Linked DNA regions of Mus musculus: all the other regions are linked to region 2. A link is a contact called in public HiChIP or PLAC-seq and promoter capture Hi-C data. All regions are on one chromosome and are shown on one strand. Each heading gives the region's core, a stretch centred on a gene start, on an enhancer-like site or on the middle of the called end of the contact. The rest is flanking DNA. Distances are from core to core; before and after follow the strand shown.

Region 1 (2,700 bases), core at 27-2,526, 400 kb after region 2:
TTTCTGACTTGCATTGTATTTTAAAGGATGAGTTTTCCTGTATCTCAATAAAGCGGCTATAATTTATTTAGTGACAAGGTCCCACTGTGTAGCCCCAGCAGGCCTGGAACTTGCTATATATAGGCAGTCCTTGAACTCTCAGATCCATTTGAAGGCCACCGTTGCCGGCTCATTCTGGTTCTCTGTGCTGAAATAAGTACATTCTAGAATAATGTTTTGGGTGCAATAGGTTAAATACATTACTATAGTGAATTTTAATTTGTAAAAATTTACTTTAAATTTTAAAGTTACTAAACATTTTAAACGTTTTAAAATAAATTAAAATTTTTTTGAGCCAGGCGATGGTGGCGCACACCTTCAATCCCAACACTTGGGAGGCAGAGGCAGGCGGATTTCTGAGTTTGAGGCCAGCCTGGTCTACAGAGTGAGTTCCAGGACAGCCAGGGCTACACAGAGAAACCCTGTCTGGAAAAAAAAATTTTTTTTTTGATTGTTGTACTAGTTGTTATGGCCATAGGCCACCTTGTACTCTCAACCAGACCAGACACAAGCCACATTTTGGAGGCTGGGCCCTTTCTTCCGTTCTCTTCATCGACCTAAACCACTGGCTGCCACAAACACCAAACGCCCCCATAATCCTGGAGCCAACAAGCAAAGCCAGCCGCCGAAGGTGGAGCCAGAGCGCCGTTGCTAGGCAACCGCGATGGCCCCGCCCCTTCCCCTAACCAATCAAGGGTTTCTAAACACAGCGCAGGTACGTCAGGTGGCGCGTGACCTCGGCACGCACCGGGCGCAGCTTTCCCCGCCTCCTCGCCCCGTCACAACCAATCGAAAGCGAGATTTTGGTGCGCGCCTGGCGTGCGAAAGTCGCCTAACCCCACGTCTTCCCCGCCCCGCCCCCCACTCTTCACGGCCCGATCGCGGTAGGGAAAATGGGGGTCGGCGCTGACCACCGGGCGCCCGAAGGTCCCGCCACGCACCCCGAGAGATCGCTCTGCCCCGGCGGGGACTCCCGGAAGCGGAAGTTGTGAGGGAAGCGGCGGCGGGATACGCACCTGAGGGCCCTGCTTTGCGGGCCGCGCCGGGGGTCTGGAGCCTGGCTTGCGCGTGCGCAGCGGCTCTGCGCCGGCGACCGCAGCTCGGGGGCCGCGGGCGCCTCCTCTCCGCTCCCTTCCTGTTTTTCGTTTTTATTATTTTTTCTCCCTCTTTTTTATTTTATTTTTTGTCTTTGTTTGCTTCCTGGAAGGAAGGTCGGCTTCCCGCGCGTGGCCGAAGCACCCCCGGTGGGGACGGCCACTTCCGGTGCGCTGCAGGACGGCTTCCGCGAGGCCGCCGGCCGGGCTGCGTGGCGTGCACGTGGCTTCGCGCCTTCCCTGGATGTGCATGGCCGTTCTGGATAGATAGAGATATTTTAAAATGTGGTTGTGCGTGCACGTGGAAGCGGAGAGGTCACCCCACGTGTTACTCAGGCACCCACTCCCCCCACCCCCCGCGACAGAGTTTTTCTTGTAGCCCTGGCTAGCCTGCGTTGTAGACCAGGCTGGCCTCGGACTCAGAGTCCACTGCCTCTGCTTCCCGAGTGCTGGGATTAAAGGCGTGCGCCATCACACCACCTACCTTTTAGGACATTGCATTTCCTTTAAAACTAATTTTTGTGCCTGTGTCAGTTCTATGTTCTTGTGTTTGCGTGGCTGCATGTCTCGGGAGCTATTCGTAAAGCACCATCTGTTGTAAGTATTTTGCCACCCTGTTTATATGCACCACGGGGAGGCCAGAAGAGGTCACAGTATCCCCTGGACCAGGAGTTTCAGACGGTATGGATGCGGGAACTGATCAAGTGTTCTTAACCACGGAGCCATCCCTCCAGCCCCACTTTACAAGGGTTCCAGTTTTATTTGTTTGTTTGCTTTAAAATATACTGGAAAGGGGGTTGGAGCAGTGGCTCAGCTGTTAAGAGCTGATAAGTGTGCTTTCAGAAGACCAGTGTCTGTGTCAAGCACAGCACACGTGCCTGTAACTCGCATTTCCAAAGGATTGGAATCCTTTGGCCTCTGTATGCACCCACACCCGCTTAAAAAAAATAAAATATTTAAAAAATACTTTTAAAGATTTGTTGCTTGGTGTACATGCCATTAATACTAGCATTCACAAGGAAGAAATAGGCAAATCTCTCTGAGTTTGAGGCCAGCCATGACTACATATAAGATCCTGTCCCAAAATAAAATGAGAACACTTTGTTCATATCAGGAAAGGCTGTGTAGCTTCCGACATAGTTTGTATTTGCTCGTGTTCTTGAGCTGGCTCCAATAAATCCTTTCCTCCCAGGTCACAAGTGGGTCACTGATTGCTAGATCCTATGGTGTTCGTCCAGCCTGAAAATCTCTTGCTCTGGCTACTTGTCAAAATCAGGTCACTCACCCTTGCAATGTGGCCTTTTAGGGCACAGTGCTTGGTGGCTGTTCTGGCTCCCACTCAATCTCCTTTCTTCCCACTCTCAGATTGCCATGACGTTTCCTACTTTCTGTCTCCAAGCTCTGCTGTCTGCCCTCAGTCCTTGACTTACTTAGTTTTAGGATTATTAAATAACATTTCCGTGTTGGGTGGTAGTACAGGCCATTAATCCCAGCACTCTGGAGGCAAAGGCAGGGGGATCTCAGAGTTCAAGGCCAGCATGGTCTACAGAATAAGTTCCTCGATAGC
Region 2 (2,700 bases), core at 50-2,549:
AGCAAGTTCCATGCAAAAACTAAAAGCTCAAAATTCACCTGCAGCCCCTGTCCATAGGCAGAAGACACAGTGGGGTCAGAATTCGTCATTCTCGACTATACAGAAAGTCTGCAGCTAGCTTAGGGTGGTGAGACCTACCGTAACAAAAGTGAAACACACACACACACAGAGTTTTGTTTTGTTAAACAGTGTTTCTATGTGTAGCCCTGGCTGGCCTCCAACTCAGAGAATCACTTGCCTCTGACTTCCAAGTGCTGGGATCAAAGGTGTGTGCCACCACCTGGCTAAAGCTAATAGTTTTTTAAGATGAGATTTTTAAACAAATAAAAAAATATGAGGCCAGGGCTGGAGAGATGGCTCAGCGGTGACGAGCACTGCCCGCTCTTCCAAAGGCCTTGAGCTCAATTCCCATAGTGGTGGCTCACAACCATCCGTGATGGGTTCTGATGCCCTCTTCTGGTGTGTCTGAAGACAGCTACAGTATACTCATATACATAAAATAAATAAAAGCCATTAGCATTGCACTGCATGAGGGCCTATTAGTCACGTTTAAGCATCATTTAGATGAACCTCGAGACACATATTCCTCAATTTCCATAAATAAAAATCTCTACCTTTGCCTGGTGGCTTACACCTGCCATTCCAGTATTTGGGAAGCTGAAGCAGGAGAACTGCAGAAACTTCAAGACCAGCTTGGGCTTCACAGTGAACCCCAGGGCTGTGAATGGGCCTCAGTCCGTAGAGTGCTAGCTTAGCGTGCACGAGGCTCTGTGTTCCATCCCCAGCACTGCTTTACGGAAGTAATGCATGCCCTGTCACCCCAGGATCAACGTTCAAAGTCATCCTTTGCTACGTAGTGAGTTCGAGTCCAGCTTGGGTTACACAGGACACGATCTCAAAAAAAAAAAGAAAGAAAGAAAGAAAAAGAAAAGAAAAGAAAGAAAGAAAAACAGAATATCTAGCTTCAAGAAGGAAAGGGGAAATCTGCGCTCCTGGGGACATCTGCACCTTCTCTGTCCCCTAGACCCAGGTCGAACCCAGGGTTCCTGGAGCTCGGCCCGCCCTCACGTCTACGCGCGCGTTACTATGGCTGCAGGCTCACCACGGCAGCTCGTAGTGGCCGGCGGTCTTGCTGGGGACAGGCGAGGGCTCCTGCGCCCCACTCTCGGATGGGTCACAGCCACTCTCCTGAACCTCCATTCCGGTGGCTGCTCTTCCCGCCACCCGAGGCCCCGCCCCATGCCGCTTTGACGGAAGTCTGGGTCCTGGTTTCCGGGCAACGCCGAGAGGAAAGCGGAAGTGCGTTATAGAGGCGGTGAATCTCTTCCTGCGCCTGCGCAGAGAGCACCGCGTAGCCATCCCTGGCCGCTAGAGGCCGCAGTGATCTCAGGAGCTGGCGTTTGAGAGGCGGGGGGGGGGGGGGGGGAGACATTTTATTATATCTTATTTAATTGTGACATTAAATAAGATAAAATAAAATCATTTCATTTCTTTTTACTTTCATGGACTTTTATTTTTTTTGAGACAGGGTTTCTCTGTGTAGCCCTTGACTGCTCTGAAACTCACTGTGTAGACCAGGCTGGTCTTGATTTCAGAGATCTGCCTGCCTCTATCTCTTGTGTGTGCCACCAATGCCTGGCTAAAATAAGGTTTTTTTTGTTTTGTTTTGGTTTTGGTTTTTCGAGACAGGGTTTCTCTGTGTAGCCCTGGCTGTCCTGGAACTCACTTTGTAGACCAGGCTGGCTTCGAACTCAGAAATCCGCCTGCCTCTGCCTCCCAAGTACTGGGATTAAAGGCGTGGGCCACCACGCCCGGCTAAATAAGTATTTTTAAAGAGATGCTTTCTAGGCCCAGGTTTGGTGGCACAGGTCTTTAATTCCAGTACTTGGGAGCAGAGGCACATGGATCTTTGTAAGTTCAAGGCCAGCCAGAGCTATGTACTATCACAAATTTCAGAGCTATCACAAAAATTAAACAAAAAAACAAAAAAAATACAACAATAACAAAACTAAAGATACTTTCTGGCCAGGTAAAGTAACACACACCTGTCATTCTTTTTTTTTTTTTTTTTTTTTTTTTTTTTTAATCATATGTGAGTACACTGTAGTTGTCTTTAGACACCTCAGAAGAGAGCATCAGATCTCATTATGGATGGCTGTGAGCCACCATGTTGTTGCTGGGACTTGAACTCAAGACCTTTGGAAGAGTAGTCAGTGCTTTTAACCACTGAGCCATCTCTCCAGTCCCACACCTGCCATTCTTACACTACTAACAAGCCGGGCAGGAGGAGAGTGAGTTCTGGGACTAGAAAAGGGAGACTCTGTCTCAACAAAGCAACTACAACAAAAAAAGCTGACATGACACATACCTGTAGCTTCAGCACTTGAAAGACAGATGCCAGCCTGGGGTACATGAGATTCTTAAAGAAATAATAGGGCATGGGTCAGAAGCCTGGGTTCCACCAGTATCAACGAGGAAAAAAAAATGGTTTTCTCCAAGGTGGCATTTTCAAGGTTTAAGGCTGGTGATTTCCAAGCAGGCTCGCCCTACCGTTAGCAACCTCAGCAAACTGCTTATTTTCGTAGTCTGCCTGCCCAGACACATCCCACGGAGTGCCTCTGGTAAGCACAAAGGTTTTTATTTGAACTCTTTGGCTAAACATTAGCAGTTTTTTAATTGCTTTCCTTGCTTTTTGTTATT
Region 3 (2,700 bases), core at 45-2,544, 350 kb before region 2:
TGAGCAGTAGCATGTAGGAGGTCCTGGGTGCTGAAGGGAAGGCAGGGTGGTGTATCAGATCTTACCTCCACAGCTACCAGGCCAGTGCCACAGGCCACATCGAGGATCAGGGCATCATGGGGTGAGCCCCGAAAGGCTCGACTGAGACAATCCACAGCAAGGCGTGGGGCTCGGTACTTCAAAGCAGCCACATCCTGAGGAGATAGCACTTAGCCCAACATAGTGTTTAGACGACTCACCTTGTGGGGTGCCCAAGTTCTGCCAGTTTGAGCTTGTGTGTTTTAGAGTTCAGATCCTCCTAGGACCCCAGTAACAGAAGACCCGAGCTTGAGGTGTCTTACTTTTTTTTCGAGACAGGGTTTCTCTGTATAGCCCTGGCTGTCCTGGAACTCACTTTGTATACCAGGCTGGCCTCGAACTCAGAAATCCGCCTGCCTCTGCCTTCCGAGTGCTAGGATTAAAGGCATGCGCCACCACTCCCGGCTTTGAGGTGTCTTACTGTCAAGGGACCCCACACTAGTGGGGATCAAGCTGGCTGGCTACTGGCTGTGGCAGCTCTTAGCTGGTCTGTCTATACCGAATGATGTCTCAATAGCGCCTCCTGCAGGCTCTCTCCTCGTGTTTGTTGCAGGATTAATTAGGGGTTGCTTACAGGTCAGCCGGGGTGGGTGGGGGTGGGGTGGGTGCAGGTCTCTAAGGAGCACATCTCCCAGGTCTCTTTTCAGCTCCAAGTTTCCCTGAGATGCATGGGTACTATTTTAGCTTTGCTTATAAAAACAGAATCTGAGCCACAAAAGTCGAGGACCCACGTGCTTTCACCTGGTCATACTCCGGAGCCCAGTCGTCATAGAAGCGGAGCTTGCAGGCCAGGTCGGTGATACCGTGGGAGGTTCCGACCCGGGCCAGTACTTGGGGCAGCCGCCCAGCCTCCTCCTGAGTCATTCTCCTGCGGGGGCAGAGTCCACCCAGTGATGAGGTCCTCCACAGTCTTCCGTCCTCCCTCACCCGGCGGAGGAGGTTATCAGTGCTCCAACGCGGTCCCAAGCTACAAACAAGACCTTGAGTGGGAGATGGCAGGAGCTGACCTGTACGCCGAGGCGCTGTTTGTATGGGGAGGGGCTCATAGAGCGGGGGCACTCCCGCGCAGGGAGGGAGGACTACGCCTCAGCCCATCATTCCCGGAGGTGGATCGGGGGCGCGGGTGGGGTTCTTCCTCACCACAAGGGTCTCCAAGAAGGTACAGGCTCAGAACTCACCGCGCGGAACCCCCTTCTCCAGGCAGACCCGAGGGAAGTGGAGGGGCGTGTCTGAGAGCCTGGCCCCGCCTCCAGCACCGCGACGATTGGGTTTCCGTGAGATAAAACAGCCAATCCGAGAAAGAAATGACAGACTACCCTCCCTGAGCCAATGAGCGTATTGCGTGAGAAGATCTCAAACTCACGTGAGGATTTGTTTTTGTTTTTTCACAAATAAAAAAGTTTCTCTCCCTGCCTCGCTTCCTCCCTCGCTCCCTTCCTCCCTCTCTTTTTTCCTTCCTTCCTTCCTTCCTCCCTCCCTCCCTCCCTCCCTCCCTCCCTCCCTCCCTCTTTCTTTCTTTCTTTCTTTCTTTCTTTCTTTCTTTCTTTCTTTCTTTCTTTCTTCTTCCTTCCTCTCTTTCTTTCTTTCTTTCTTTCTTTCTTTCTTTCTTTCTTTCTTTCTTTCTTTCTAAGGTCTTGCTATGGAGCCCAGGGTGACTTGGAACTCCTTATATAGACCAGGTGGACCTCTGCCTCCCAGGAACTGGGATTTAAGCGTTGTGCCATTGCTCCTGGGTACAGTATTTAAAAAACAAACAAACCCGAAAACAACAAAAAAACCAATTTATTTGGGGGGGGGGGCAGATGGTGTGTAGCAGCCAGAGAGCCATTTTTTGATTCCTCCTCCTACCATGGGACTTCCAGGCATGGGACTCAGATTCTCAAGCTTGGCAGCAAGTGCTTTGATCTGCTCAGCCATCTCACTGATCCCCGTTTTTTAGTATTTGTATGGTTTCTTAGGGTCTGAAAATCCAAAACAACCCATGCAGACACAAGAGTCCACGCAAAGCAAGAACTTTGTTTGAGTCAGGCGCAGAAACTGACCAGACAGGGACAACAGCACCGACTTGGGAGCAGACTGCGTCTTCCAATGTTCATCTTAGTAGTTAAACAGCTGGTAAAACTTTATTGTGCTCAGACCGCTGCTGATCGATCAGGACCGAAGAACAGACCTGGAAGTTGGACTTCCCCTCAGAGCCGGAATGGTACAGAGGTTTTAAGCTCGAAAGCCACAAATATCTGCCCCTATATGCAGTCACAACTCAGAATCATTTATTCGTTCATAATTAGAAACAATCATTATGTTTTGGGGAACAAAAAAAAAAAAAGCCGGGCGGTGGTGGCGCACGCCTTTAATCCCAGCACTTGGGAGACAGAGGCAGGCAGATTTCTGAGTTCGAGGCCAGCCTGGTCTACAAAGTGAGTTCCAGGACAGCCTGGAACTCAGAGAAACCCTGTCTCAAAAAAAAAAACCCAATAATAATAAGAAGAAGAAGAAGAGGAAGAAGAAGAGGAAGAAGAAGGAGGAGGAAGTTGGCTAGCCATCTGGGAAGTCCTTGGCTCCCCTAGAACCTGGGAATTTAATCTTCATTTCTCCTTAGGATCTAAGTGGAATGAAACAAAA
Region 4 (2,813 bases), core at 196-2,695, 480 kb after region 2:
GAGGTAAGAGCATCCTCGCTTTAAATCCCCCTCCCCCCCTCCCCCCAAACCAGACCCATCATAATGGTAAGTGAATGGTAAGGGGTTTGAGTCAATGGTAGCTTGCTCCAATTCCCACTGCATAAGGGGAAATGGGCAATGAAAAGAAAAGGTAGTCTGACTAATCTAACAGGAGTTTATGAAGTCAAACACATCCAGCAACGGGAAAAAAAAAAAATCTAAGATTAAAAAAAAATATTTTTTTTCTTCTTTTTCTTCTTACCTCCCAAGGCCTTCCACTATTTTTCTCCCCCTGGAACATCCAAGCCCAGGTTCCAGGCAGATCCATCAACACGTCTGCTCCTCCCCTTCCATGGTTCAAAATCCCCCCCCCCCCCCACTTCGCTGGACCCCCAAAGAGAAAAGAAATCAGCGACCCTGGCCCTGCTGCCCCTCCCCCGCTGCCTGCACCTCTTCTCCCCTCGCAGGCACCTGGAGATAAACATCTACTAATGATTTTATGATATTTCTGTTCTGGGGTAGACCGACCTCAGCGCCATCCCTCCCCGCTTGCCAATGGCTACAGGGGGGCCGGCCCAACTGGGAGGAGGGTAGTGGTGGTGGTGGTGGTGGTGGATGGATGGGGGGATGGGGCGTGTTTAGTTTGTAAATTTCCTCCTCCAGATCCCCACACCTGTTTTTCATTCATTCATTCGTTCATTCATTCATTCACGGATGCATCATAGAGGCCATTTAGGGAGGTTACTCGGGATCTCGGGGAAGGGACTGAGACGGGAGGGGGGGGTGTTGGGTGTTGGTGGCAGCAGTTGGAGGCGCAGTGGGGTGGGGGCTTCTGGGTGGAGGGGACCCCCACTAGAGAGCACAGGGGTGGCTTTGTCCGATGCAGGAGAATGGCAGAGATTAGGGGGGGATGAAGTTGTTTTGCACTGCGTCCCCCCGGGGTGCGCCTCTTTGTCTGTCCCGGGGCTGGTACCATGAGCCCCCCCCGACACCCCCCCCCCCCGTCAGCCATCCCCTCGCCCCTTACTCTCTTTCTCTCACCTGGTCTTGGAAGACAGGAAGGCAAGTTTGATGAGGCCGTAGGTGAAGAGCGGGATACTCTCCTTGGCGACGCTGGCAACTTGCAGCCGGTGTTCCAGAATGTGCAGTTCCATCGTCCGCCCAGGGCTCCTCCACGGCGGATCATCCGCGGTGGCCCGAGTTGGGGGGGGGGGGACGGGGACGAGCCGCGGCCCCCGCCCCCTGTGCGCCCCAAGCCGTGGGGCAACCGGCCCAGGGAAGGGGGCCCGGAGCTCGATGCCGGGTTGATTCGTACTCGAGCCAGAAAAAGGAAGCTTGGCAAGTTGCAAAAAAAGGAGGCCTGGGGAGGACCTGCGGGGTGCAGCAAGCTACGGGGTGGACAAGCAAACAGCGCCCGGCTGAGCGCGGCGCCCGGCGCAGCAGCAGCTGGTGTTCGCTGTAACAAACAACTTGCCACTCAAACGCCGGGCCCGTGATGCGCAGGCGCCAGCCGGGAGGCCACGCAATGCCAATCGGGATTTGTAGTCCGCGCGCGCGCTTTTACGCGGCCCTCCCCCCAACCCCCCGGACTACTCCAGCTTGCTGATGTCAAGCCAGGGGGGCTGGGCTGCTGCGCCACGGTGCCCTGGGAATGCAAGATTTCGGGGTTCCCCAGGGACACAGAGGAACCCGATGGGACATATAGGGAATTTGGAGCGGATTTAAGCTTAGATGCATGCTCTTTAATCGCTCAAACTCAGGATTAGGTACTTTCTTTGGGGTGTCAATCGAGAACCCCTTTCCTCAACAAGCAACTCCAGCGTTGGAAAAGGCCTGATCCTGCCAGAGGAGAGATTTAGAGGAATCGGTGATTGTCGTTCAGGGAAGGAAAGCAAAAGAAGAGTTGGGTTAGATAGAGAAGGGTGCCGGCTTCCTTGGAAAAGGGTGCTGGGGGCTGAATGAGAGCACGCAGGCAGGGGGAGGGGGGCGCTCAGAGGGAGAGCTGCGCGGCCTTCCAGGCAGAAGGAACACCGTGTCCAAACGCACAGAAGCGTGAAAGCCCCCACGGTACTGTGTTTGGCTTTGTTGCTGCGGAAAATGTGAGGGAGGATAGAGATAAGGCAGGCACGGGAACCAGGACCCGGGTCTCCGGGATCATGGGTGCAAAGCTGCTGAAGTAACTGTGGATCTGGGAGGGTGGAGGGGTAAGGGGGAGCGGGAGGGGGTTACCGGGGTGAGGTGGAGAGCGGAACTGAATCTGAATGAGAGTTATCCTTAGTGTTTCTAACCCCAGGCTTGAGTGCTGTATGGGGGACCTGTTTAGCAAATATTCTGCCCGCCCCTCCCGCCCCTCTCCCTTTCATGGCTGACTAGGTTTTGAAATCCTCTAGGTTAAAGTTACTGACTAGTGCTTTTGCCCTTTGGCAGAGTGCTTTGACGTTGTGGTGGGTCAAGTCTACCTGACGAGGCGAACAGGGAACTCTTCGGGGAGAAAATCCTGCCTGTCAATCTCATATTCTCAGTTCCCTTCTATCAGATGGGGGCTTATTGTGCTGCCTCATACCCACTAAAGGGCGTGAAACCCAGAATTCTCACTATGTCTTTTAATGTAGTTAAAGATTGGGCCTTCGAGATGGCTCAGTGGGTAAAGACGCTGCCAAGTTTGCTGACCTGAGTTCGATCTTCTGGACCTTGGAAGGAGAGAATGGAACCCTGCAGGTTGTTCCTCTGATTTGTACATGCGTGCACACACGTAATTTCAATAAATAACTGATAGCTCTATTTTTCTTTTGTTTTGAGACAGAGTCTCGTTT
Region 5 (2,700 bases), core at 125-2,624, 370 kb after region 2:
CAAGGCCAGCCTGGTCTGCAGAGCCAGTTTCAGGGCAGCTTCAAGGGATCTTGTGCCCTCTTCTGGGTACCACACTCACAGCACTCACATGGCAGACGCTTGGACACACATACACACCTAAATAAAGGAAAACAAACTTTACAAAAAAGAAAACTGTGATTCAAATGATGAAGACATTAAGTGGATGTCCCCACCTGCGACTGTCACCTGTATGATCCTAAGGTCTTCAACACCTGCTGCAGAGTTTACAAGGTTGGATGGACTTGCATTTCCTTGAGAGCAAACAGAAAGAGTCAGAGTGACCAGAAAATCTGCAAGTCTCTAAAATATACCCAAGTGTTACATAAGGAGAAGTGCAGCCTGGATACTGCCTCCCTATCCCCACCCCTGTGTGCGGTGTTGAAAGATGGTTGACCTTCAAGGTCAATCTGGCTGGACATGTCTGTGAGGGTGCTTCCAGAGTGTACACTGAGGAGAGAAGTCTCAACCTGATGTTGGGGCTCCACCCCATGCTCTGGGGGCCCAGACTGAACAAAAAGAAGAAAGAAAGTTGAGCACCAGCATCAATCTGTCTGCTTCCTGACTGTGGATACAATGTGATCAGCTGCCTCCAGCTCTGGCTACCGTGCAGTGTCTGCTACGCTGGGAAAGACTGTCTCCCCTCCTCTTTTAAGTTGCTGATGTTCTTAGAAAAAAATGTCTTTTCATTTATGTGTATGAGTGTGTGTCTATGTTGGGATGCAAGCATGTAAGCACACAGAGGCCAGAAGAAGCTGGAGTTAGAGGCAGTTGGGAGCCACACGAGATGGGAGCTGGCTGGGAACTAAATTTGGGTCCTCCAGAAGATCAACAACATTGTTCTCAATGGCTAAGCCATTTCTTCAGTCTCTTTGGTTTGTGTTTGTGTTTTTGTTTTTTTCAAGATATGGTTTCTCTGTGAAGTCCTGGCTGTCCTATAGGCCAGGCTGGCCTTGAGCTCAGACATCTTCCTGCCTCTGACTCCTAAGTGCTGGGGTTACAGGTGTGCGCCACCACCGCCCTGCAGTCTCATTAATTCAGTACTTTGTTGCAACATTGTGACAGCTGTTAATGTGCCAGATGGATGGCATCCTCTGACCCTGTACTCTGCGGCTGAACAGGATGATCATCAGGGAGAGGGAGGCCTGAGATTCCTTACATCCAGCTGAAGAGCTGTAGTGAACTGAAAAGCACTGCTTCTGAGGAAGTCCACGTGACTACAGAAAAAGAGACAGTGCACTGGACATCACTCAACTTGGCTCTTGACTCGCCTTCCTCGGCAAGCTGGGATAGACAGGTCAGGAGTTAATCTCTCTTCCTGTCTGCTCGGCTGATTTGGAGGGATGTTTACTTTCACTGCACGCGCTGTGCTTTTGGCTCATTGGGTGTATTTGCTCAGTTCTTAGAGGTGCCCCGTGAAGCCTGCTTTCTAACCCCCACTGCCAAAGGCTTCCTTTGACTGGGAGAACTCCGCCTCTAGCTTGCAATGAGGGTTGCTCTAGCTTGTGCTCTAGCTTGGCAATGAGAATTGGTTTGGAGAAAGCCCCAGACAAGACACTTGTGCAAGGTCCTCCGCCGTATCGTACAAGGCCTTCTGAGTGAGTGTTAGGCTAGCCCATTTCTGCTTAATAAAGTACATGGTGACATCTTCAAAAACAATTGATTGTTGCGGCCCACCCAATAAGGAGACAGCTGCCATCATTAAACCTTTTACTCTCGTTGCAAAGGTGAAACTATCAGGACCCAGGGCTCCAAGTGGCCTTGCTGGCTTTTCATAAATAGAGGATGTGGACACCATACTGTGTCCCCCACCAACCAAACCCTCAAATTAATTCTAACTGTGGCTAAAGAGAGGGCTAATTCTATTTCTATTTGAGGGCCAGTGAGGTGGCTCAGTGGGAAAAGGTACGTTTTCTGCAAAGCTGGTGGCCTGAGTTCGGTCCCCAGGACCCATCTCAAGGTGGAAGGAAGGAGAGAAGTGACTCCACAAAGATGTCCTCTGACTCCTCCATGCATCGAGACATGGTCATCTGTCTTAGTTACTTTTGTGTTGCTATGATAAGAAACCATTGCCAAGGCACCTTATAGAAGGCGGAGTTTACTAGGCTTATGGTTCCAGAGGGTTAGAGTCCATGACCCTTGTGGCAGAAGGCAAGCGGGCACAGTGCTAAAGCAGTAACTAAGAGCTCACATCGTGATCCATGAGCACAAGGCAGAGAGGGCTAACTGGAAATGGTGGGGCCTTTTGAAACCTCCAGGCTCACCTCTAGGGACACAGCTCCATCACCAAGGCCACACCTCCTAATCCTTCCCAAACAGTTCCATCAACTGGGGACCAAGCATTCACACATGGGAGCCTATGGCTCATTCTCATCCAACACATGCATGAATGTGAACATACACACACCGGTTCCAATCACCACCGTACAATAATCATTTCAGAAGTAGTGAGGGCTGCGTGGAAAGTCACCCTGACCATGTGACAATAACAAGCGTTTTGGTGACTCACCTTCCATTTTTACCTCAGTCTCGGGGTCCTCATTGGTCTCTAAAGCGACCATCCGAGTAGACTCTTAAAAAGAAAACATCTAAAATGACATTCATGATTGAGCAATCTCAGGCTCCCACAGTTTACTGCCCCCAGCTCCACCCCTACCCACATTTATCCTCATGCTGGAGTTT
Region 6 (2,707 bases), core at 68-2,567, 400 kb before region 2:
CCGTAGGGGAGGTGGTAGCCTGTGCGGTGGCGTTCAGGATAAGGAAGCTCCAGCGACTGCAAAAAACGAAAGACTTTTATTGAAAAATATGAAATGGCCCGTTTCATGGTTTGCCTGTCTCTGCCCACTGTGAGCTTCTGCGGGGCTGGCAAGTAGCTGCAGTGGCCACCCCAGCCCAGTTCTTGGGAAGGGCGAGGTTTCTTTGTCCATTCGGCTTGGACAGTTCCTAGGCCCGGTAGTCAGGTGGCAGCCGGAGAAGGGGAGATGCCAGCCTGTCTGTCCTCTTCCAGCCTAGCAAGCAGACTGTGTGTCGTCTGTCACCATCTGGAAGGTGGGGTGGTCTCAGACGCGAGGCTGCACGCTGGACGGGTGGGGTTCATCGACTGCTGGTAGTGGTGACGGTACGGTCTGCGTGCACCCGGCCCCTCAGACGTAGTCCTTGCGGTCGTAGGCGGTGCCGGTACCGGTGCCAGGGCCGGTGGATCGCGGCGCAGAATAGAGGATCTTGGTGGGTGCATACTTGTCGCGCGGTGGGCAGGAGCAACACAGCAAGGCGCCCCCTAGCAACTGCAGCGCGGCGGCAGCCCAGCCCACGTACAACCCAGCTCCCATCTCCCGCTTCTGGGCCTCGGGCACCAACGGGTTATAGAAATCCCTGATGATGGTGTTGGCCGACCAGGACACCGGTACTAAGGTGAGCAGAGCCGCCAACAGGAAAAGCACTCCCGCCACGATGGTGATCTTGGCCTTGGCCGTCTCGTCTTGTACGCAGTTGGTACACTGGGCGCCCACGAGCGCCACGAGGAGCCCGAAGGCGGCCAGCAGGATGGACACCACGATGAGGGCTCGGGCGGCCTGCAGGTCCTGCGGCAGGGCCAGCAGCGAGTCGTACATTTTGCACTGCATCTGACCGGTGCTCTGCACCACGCAGTTCATCCACAGGCCCTCCCAGGTGATCTGCGCCGTGATGATGCTGCTGCCGATGAAGGCCGAAACGCGCCACATGGGAAGGGCGCAGCACACGATGGTGCACAGCCAGCCCAGCACGGCCAGCGACGTGCCGGTGATCTCCAGGCCCATGGACATGGCTGCTGGACTTGAACCGGCTCGGCCGGGCAGCTCAGGGGACTGGGAGACCAGGGATCGCGGCCGCTGGACCTGGGAATCAACTGCCCTTCGAAAACTGACGGACGTCTGTCGCCGGGAACGACGGGTGGGTGGCAAAGGACGGAGCGCGCTTAACGGCTCCTCTCCTGGGGCTCGCACAGAGACTGCCCCTGCACCTGCCTGTGGCTTTGGAGACTGGCTTCTGAGACTGGGTTGGCTCTGGGATGGGGTGGGTTGGACTTAGCTTGGTGCCTAGAGGAGGAGGGTGGAGCTCGCTCTTCTGGCCCAGGGGACAGTGACGTGTGTCCCGTCCAGTCCGGTCCGTCCTCCCCAACCCCCTTCACCATAGGAGAAAGGATTTGGCTAGAACCTCAATGCTGAAGTGTATGTGTTGTGTGTGGCGGGGGTGGGGGTGGGGTGGGAGAGTGTGTATCGAAGGAGGGCGGGGTCGTCTAAGCTCCCTCCCTTCCCAACCTCCCCAAGCTCCTTAAGCATAACGAATTCTCTAGAGCTATACAGAGTGGGAGGGGCGCTTCAAGGATTTGAAGTGCAAATCACCAATTGTAAACTGCTTGACTCTCTTGTCCCCCACCTCCGTCTTCTTTAGCGCGGGAGGCGTAGGATGGAGGCGCGGCCAATTCCTCTGGACAACCCGGACTGGGAGGACCTAGGTGGGGGCGTGGCTGAGGCTGTTTGTCGCCGTAGGTGGATGGAATTGTAGCACCTGCTCCAAGTCCCTCAGGCTTTGACACAAGCACTCTGGCCTTGTCCAAGTGCAACCTGATATACAGAACTCTGAAACCAGGGACAACGACCACCTGCAGAGCCCACTCTGCACCTCAGGGACCGGTGTTGAGTTCAAATTCTTGTCCAGCACCCTCATGTGACCTGGGCTGGTGGCAAGCCTACATGGCTTAGCTCAAATGCCCGCCCACCTAGAAGCTGCTTTCCCCCACGGAGGTTCTCTAGATGGAGTCTTGTTTTCTTTCCTTTGGGGGTGGGGGCGGGGCAGAGTGAGTACCAGGGTGAGTGAACAGTGGGAAAGAGATTTGATACACATGAGAAAAAAAAAAGACGTCTAGCCAGGTGTGTTGGCTCCTGCCTGAGGCTGAGGCAAGCAGACAGCTGTGAGTTCAAGGCCAGATACAGCGAAACTGTGTCTCACAACTCCTGTGCAGAAGCCCTGTGCAGCATGCCATGCCTGTAGTCCCAGAGCTTGGGAAAGTGGAGGCAGGCAGGAGTTCAAGACCATCTTGGCGACACGGAGAATTCAAAGCCAGATGGGCTACATGAGACCCTGGCTCAAACAAGCTACAAAGTAACACCAAAAAAGCCCCCAAAACACCAATTCCTTTTGCCTCCGGACACTGACTCCCCTGCCGCACACCTTGGGGTGGCGCATGCTCCGACTTCTCCCGTTGCCTCTTCCCTTCACCTCAGCTAGGATACAGCTCTTTTGGTTTAGTTTCCTATACATCCTCTTCGAGGACCCGTGCTTGGGGTCCTTTCTCCATGAGACACTCCTACAGCTCTCCGCATAGCTCACTGACCTCGCTTCATAGTTTCAGAGGCTGGAGATGGAGCTCAGTGGCTAGAGTGC
Region 7 (2,846 bases), core at 313-2,812, 350 kb after region 2:
AGAAGTTAGGCAGTGGTGGCACATGCCTTTAACTACAGCACTCAGGAGGCAGAGGCAGGTGCATTTCTGAGTTTGGGCCAGCCTGGTCTACAGAGTGAGTTCCAGGACACAGGGCTACACAGAGAAACTCTATCTGGGAAAAACGAAAAATAAAAAAGTACATACTTTCCAGGCTAAGGGAGGGCTCCGTGGCTGCGACTGCTTCTCTCTCTTGCAGAGGGATCTAACTTCAGTACCAAACATCAATGTCTGCTATTTCACAACTGCCTATAACTGCATCTACACACACACACAAACACACACACACAGAGGATTCTGAGCTTTTCTTTATTTTTTTAAAAAAGTTTTTTTTTTAAATGGTTTTTCGAGACAGGGTTTCTCTGTATAGCTCTGACTGTCCTGGAACTCACTTTGTAGACCAGGCTGGCCTCGAACTTAGAAATCCACCTGCCTCTGCCTCCCAAGTGCTGGGATTAAAGGTGTGTGCCACCACACCTGGCTTTTTAAAAAGATTTATGTATTTATTTTATGTATATGAGTACACTGTAGCTGTACAGATGGTTGTGAGCCTTCATGTGGTTGTTGGGAATTGAATTTAGGACCTCCCCTTGCTCAGGTCGGACCCTCTCACTTCAGATAACTCTTCTCTCTCCATCAGTCCCTGCTTTCTCCGCCCAAAGATTTATTTATTATTATACATTGCAGATGGTTGTGAGCCACCATGTGGTTGCTGGGATTTGAACTCAGGACCTTCAGAAGAAGAGCAGACAGTGCTCTTACCCACTGAGCCATCTCGCTGGCCCTAAACTTTTCTTTAATGTAGGTTCTAGAGATAGAACTCAGGTCCTCAGGCTTGTATGCCAAGGACTTTATCTGCGGAGCCATGTCCAGTCCTGGTCCTGTAAAGACAGGACTTCTAAAGTCAATCTCACGTAGGCCAGGCTATCTTCAAACTCATTATATAGCTGAAGCTGGCCTTGAACCCTTGATTCTCCTGCCTCTACCTCCCAAGGGCTGGGGTCACAGGCTTTTTTTTTTTTCCTGAGATAGGGTTTCTCTGTATAGCCCTGGCTGTCCTGGAACTCACTTTGTAGACCAGGCTGGCCTCGAACTCAGAAATCTGCCGGCCTCTGCCTGCCACCACACCCAGCTTTTTTTTTTTTAAGATTTATTTATTTATTTTATTAATCTGAGCATGCTGTAGCTGTCTTCAGACAACACCAGAAGAGGGCATCAGATCCCATTACAGATGGTTGTGAGCCACCATGTGATTGCTGGGAATTGAACTGAGAACCTCTGGAAGAGCAGTCAGTGCTCTTAAGCACTGCACCAGCTCTCCAGCCCCATGTTTGTTGGGGGTGGTTCAGAACTGTAGAGAGGCCCCAGTGCCTGGGTTGGGCCATGGTGTCGGTAGAACAGGTTTCTGTGCTTCAGGGCCCCTGGCTGCCCCACCACTCTGTTGAAGCTCAAAAATTCTCAGAAAGTGAAAGACTAAGTCTAAGAGCCTCCTGGGCCTTCCCCGCCCTTACCCCACAAGCAGCAGAAACCACTTCTTCTTTTTAGTGTATTTAAGGCCCAGCCCAGGCTATAGAGAGAAGTGTCCCTGTCACGGCCCAGCCATGGGGGACACCTTCATTCGCCATATTGCCCTGCTGGGCTTCGAGAAGCGCTTCATCCCCAGCCAGCACTATGTGAGTAGCCTAAGAGTGCCCTGCAGGAGCGCATAGTGGGGACAGTGCTATCACTCTGCTGCTACCCAAAAACCACCTGGACCAGGGAAGGAGATGAGAGGAAGGGAGACCAGGGAAGGATGTGAGGGGAAGGGGGACCAGGGGAGGATATGGGGGGAGGGGTCCAGGGGAGGATATGAGGGGGAGGGGGACCAAGGGAAGGATGTGAGAGGGAGGGGGATCAGGGGAGGATATGGGGGGAGGGAGAACAGGGGAAGGATATGGAGAGAGGGAGACCAGGGGAAGGATGTGAGAGGGAGGGGGGACCAGGGGAGGATATGGGGGGAGGGAGAACAGGGGAAGGATATGGGGAGGAGGGGTCCAGGGGAGGCTATGAGGGGGAGGGGGACCAAGGGAAGGATGTGAGAGGGAGGGGGACCAGGGAAGGATATGGGGGGAGGGAGAACAGGGGAAGGATATGGGAGGAGGGGTCCAGGGGAGGCTATGAGGGGGAGGGGGACCAAGGGAAGGATGTGAGGGGGAGGGGGACCAGGGGAAGATATACCTCCGTGGGGACCTCTCAGGCACAGGGCTTTCTTATCCTTGGGCTTCAGGCTTCTCTTGGGTGTTCACAAAGGACCCTGCCATGGTGAGCAGATACCCCTGTGCACCGTCCCAGCTGCCTCCCTCTCTGTCTTCACACTGAGCCCCCAAGCATGCCAGAGCTCAACCTTACCCTCTGTCCAGTGCCTAGGACCAAGGCTCATTCCTACCAGGAAACCTCCCTGTCTAGTCAGCTCCAGGAGTGGCCCTGCATGGCAGCCTGCGAGGCCTGGAAACTGTGGCTTTTTTTTCTCTCCTCTTCTATGATATTGGTTACTGAGTTTGGATCCCTAGTAGGGGACGATGTCTCCCGTTTGCCCTGGGGAGATGAGGTCGAGGAATATCTGCCCATATATCTAGACTCTATCACTGGGTCTGCTCGGCCCAAGGCAGGCCAGAGATGGTGCCGCCCAGCACTTGTAAGCTGTTTACCTGGGACCCTCAGCAGTTAAGAGCTAAGTCTCCCCTCCCTCCTCCCTCCCTCTCTAAATATAAATGTTCTGAATCATTCCACAACCAAAAGCCACACCAGAAGAGGGGACAGCGGTCACCCTGGGTGTTTCCTTCATGTCC

The links. Promoter capture Hi-C pulls out the DNA fragments that hold promoters and counts their contacts. HiChIP or PLAC-seq counts read pairs in DNA pulled down with a chosen protein or histone mark.
Region 1: a contact with region 2 is called in an H3K27ac HiChIP or PLAC-seq map of embryonic stem cells, with 16 read pairs. The contact joins the promoter of Gtf2ird2 here to the promoter of Rfc2 in region 2. A contact is called at or near these places in 25 of 39 promoter capture datasets (the 3T3-L1 cell line, 3T3-L1-derived adipocytes, the C10 cell line and 15 more), 30 of 484 Hi-C or Micro-C datasets (B cells, CD4 T cells, CD8 T cells and 15 more), 27 of 115 datasets of contacts at active chromatin or transcription factors (the 230-238 cell line, the SCID.adh cell line, T-cell acute lymphoblastic leukemia and 15 more) and 4 of 9 other capture datasets (adipose tissue, embryonic stem cells, liver and 1 more).
Region 3: a contact with region 2 is called in a promoter capture Hi-C map of neural stem cells. The contact joins the promoter of Mettl27 here to the promoter of Rfc2 in region 2. A contact is called at or near these places in 2 of 39 promoter capture datasets (cranial neural crest and neural stem cells), 1 of 115 datasets of contacts at active chromatin or transcription factors (memory CD8 T cells) and 1 of 9 other capture datasets (adipose tissue).
Region 4: an H3K27ac HiChIP or PLAC-seq map of embryonic stem cells shows a contact between it and region 2, with 5 read pairs. The contact joins the promoter of Castor2 here to the promoter of Rfc2 in region 2. A contact is called at or near these places in 3 of 39 promoter capture datasets (hippocampal neurons, pre-B cells and stem cell-derived epiblast-like cells), 1 of 115 datasets of contacts at active chromatin or transcription factors (embryonic stem cells) and 1 of 9 other capture datasets (pancreatic islet).
Region 5: a promoter capture Hi-C map of liver shows a contact between it and region 2. The contact joins the enhancer-like site here to the promoter of Rfc2 in region 2. A contact is called at or near these places in 10 of 39 promoter capture datasets (the 3T3-L1 cell line, cranial neural crest, embryonic stem cells and 6 more), 1 of 484 Hi-C or Micro-C datasets (bone marrow-derived macrophages), 1 of 115 datasets of contacts at active chromatin or transcription factors (bone marrow-derived macrophages) and 3 of 9 other capture datasets (embryonic stem cells, liver and pancreatic islet).
Region 6: a promoter capture Hi-C map of neural stem cells shows a contact between it and region 2. The contact joins the promoter of Cldn3 here to the promoter of Rfc2 in region 2. A contact is called at or near these places in 7 of 39 promoter capture datasets (the 3T3-L1 cell line, cranial neural crest, hippocampal neurons and 3 more) and 1 of 115 datasets of contacts at active chromatin or transcription factors (pancreatic cancer cells).
Region 7: a contact with region 2 is called in an H3K27ac HiChIP or PLAC-seq map of bone marrow-derived dendritic cells, with 3 times the contacts expected there. The contact joins the promoter of Ncf1 here to the promoter of Rfc2 in region 2. A contact is called at or near these places in 10 of 39 promoter capture datasets (the C10 cell line, HPC-7-derived erythroid cells, cranial neural crest and 6 more), 3 of 115 datasets of contacts at active chromatin or transcription factors (bone marrow-derived dendritic cells, embryonic stem cells and microglia) and 3 of 9 other capture datasets (adipose tissue, liver and pancreatic islet).

Annotation. Positions count from the first base shown.
Region 1 is chr5:134,182,614-134,185,313 of GRCm38.p6, reverse strand. Gtf2ird2 (GTF2I repeat domain containing 2) reads right to left here and starts at 1,276. Exons shown (of 16, transcript NM_053266.1): 1 at 1,056-1,276.
Region 2 is chr5:134,581,289-134,583,988 of GRCm38.p6, reverse strand. Rfc2 (replication factor C (activator 1) 2) reads right to left here and starts at 1,299. Exons shown (of 11, transcript NM_020022.2): 1 at 1,103-1,299. The coding sequence starts at 1,200.
Region 3 is chr5:134,930,967-134,933,666 of GRCm38.p6, reverse strand. It overlaps Mettl27 (methyltransferase like 27), which reads right to left and starts at 1,294. Exons shown (of 6, transcript NM_024479.2): 1 at 1,257-1,294; 2 at 820-1,045; 3 at 66-194. The coding sequence starts at 942. 9030607J07Rik (a long non-coding RNA gene) reads left to right here and starts at 996. Exons shown (of 3, transcript XR_868588.3): 1 at 996-1,087; 2 at 1,279-1,441; 3 at 2,037-2,700.
Region 4 is chr5:134,098,380-134,101,192 of GRCm38.p6, reverse strand. Castor2 (cytosolic arginine sensor for mTORC1 subunit 2) reads right to left here and starts at 1,445. Exons shown (of 9, transcript NM_030719.3): 1 at 1,042-1,445. The coding sequence starts at 1,154. It overlaps Gm15627 (predicted gene 15627), which reads left to right and starts at 1,552. Exons shown (of 2, transcript NR_166664.1): 1 at 1,552-2,067; 2 at 2,428-2,781.
Region 5 is chr5:134,208,770-134,211,469 of GRCm38.p6, reverse strand. It overlaps Gtf2ird2 (GTF2I repeat domain containing 2), which reads right to left. Exons shown (of 16, transcript NM_053266.1): 11 at 2,528-2,590; 12 at 195-272. Among named protein-coding and RNA genes, the nearest start is that of Ncf1, 20 kb to the left of the region's middle. Within about 2 kb of position 1,374, at least 17 of the 459 cell types and tissues checked have an H3K27ac peak or open chromatin away from gene starts, as enhancers often do. A contact at or near this core is called in liver and pancreatic islet, where this site is marked.
Region 6 is chr5:134,984,824-134,987,530 of GRCm38.p6, reverse strand. Cldn3 (claudin 3) reads right to left here and starts at 1,317. Exons shown (of 1, transcript NM_009902.4): 1 at 55-1,317. The coding sequence starts at 1,086. The coding sequence ends at 427. It overlaps Wbscr25 (Williams Beuren syndrome chromosome region 25 (human)), which reads left to right. Exons shown (of 5, transcript NR_026907.1): 5 at 1-98.
Region 7 is chr5:134,228,341-134,231,186 of GRCm38.p6, reverse strand. It overlaps Ncf1 (neutrophil cytosolic factor 1), which reads left to right and starts at 1,562. Exons shown (of 11, transcript NM_010876.4): 1 at 1,562-1,691. The coding sequence starts at 1,620.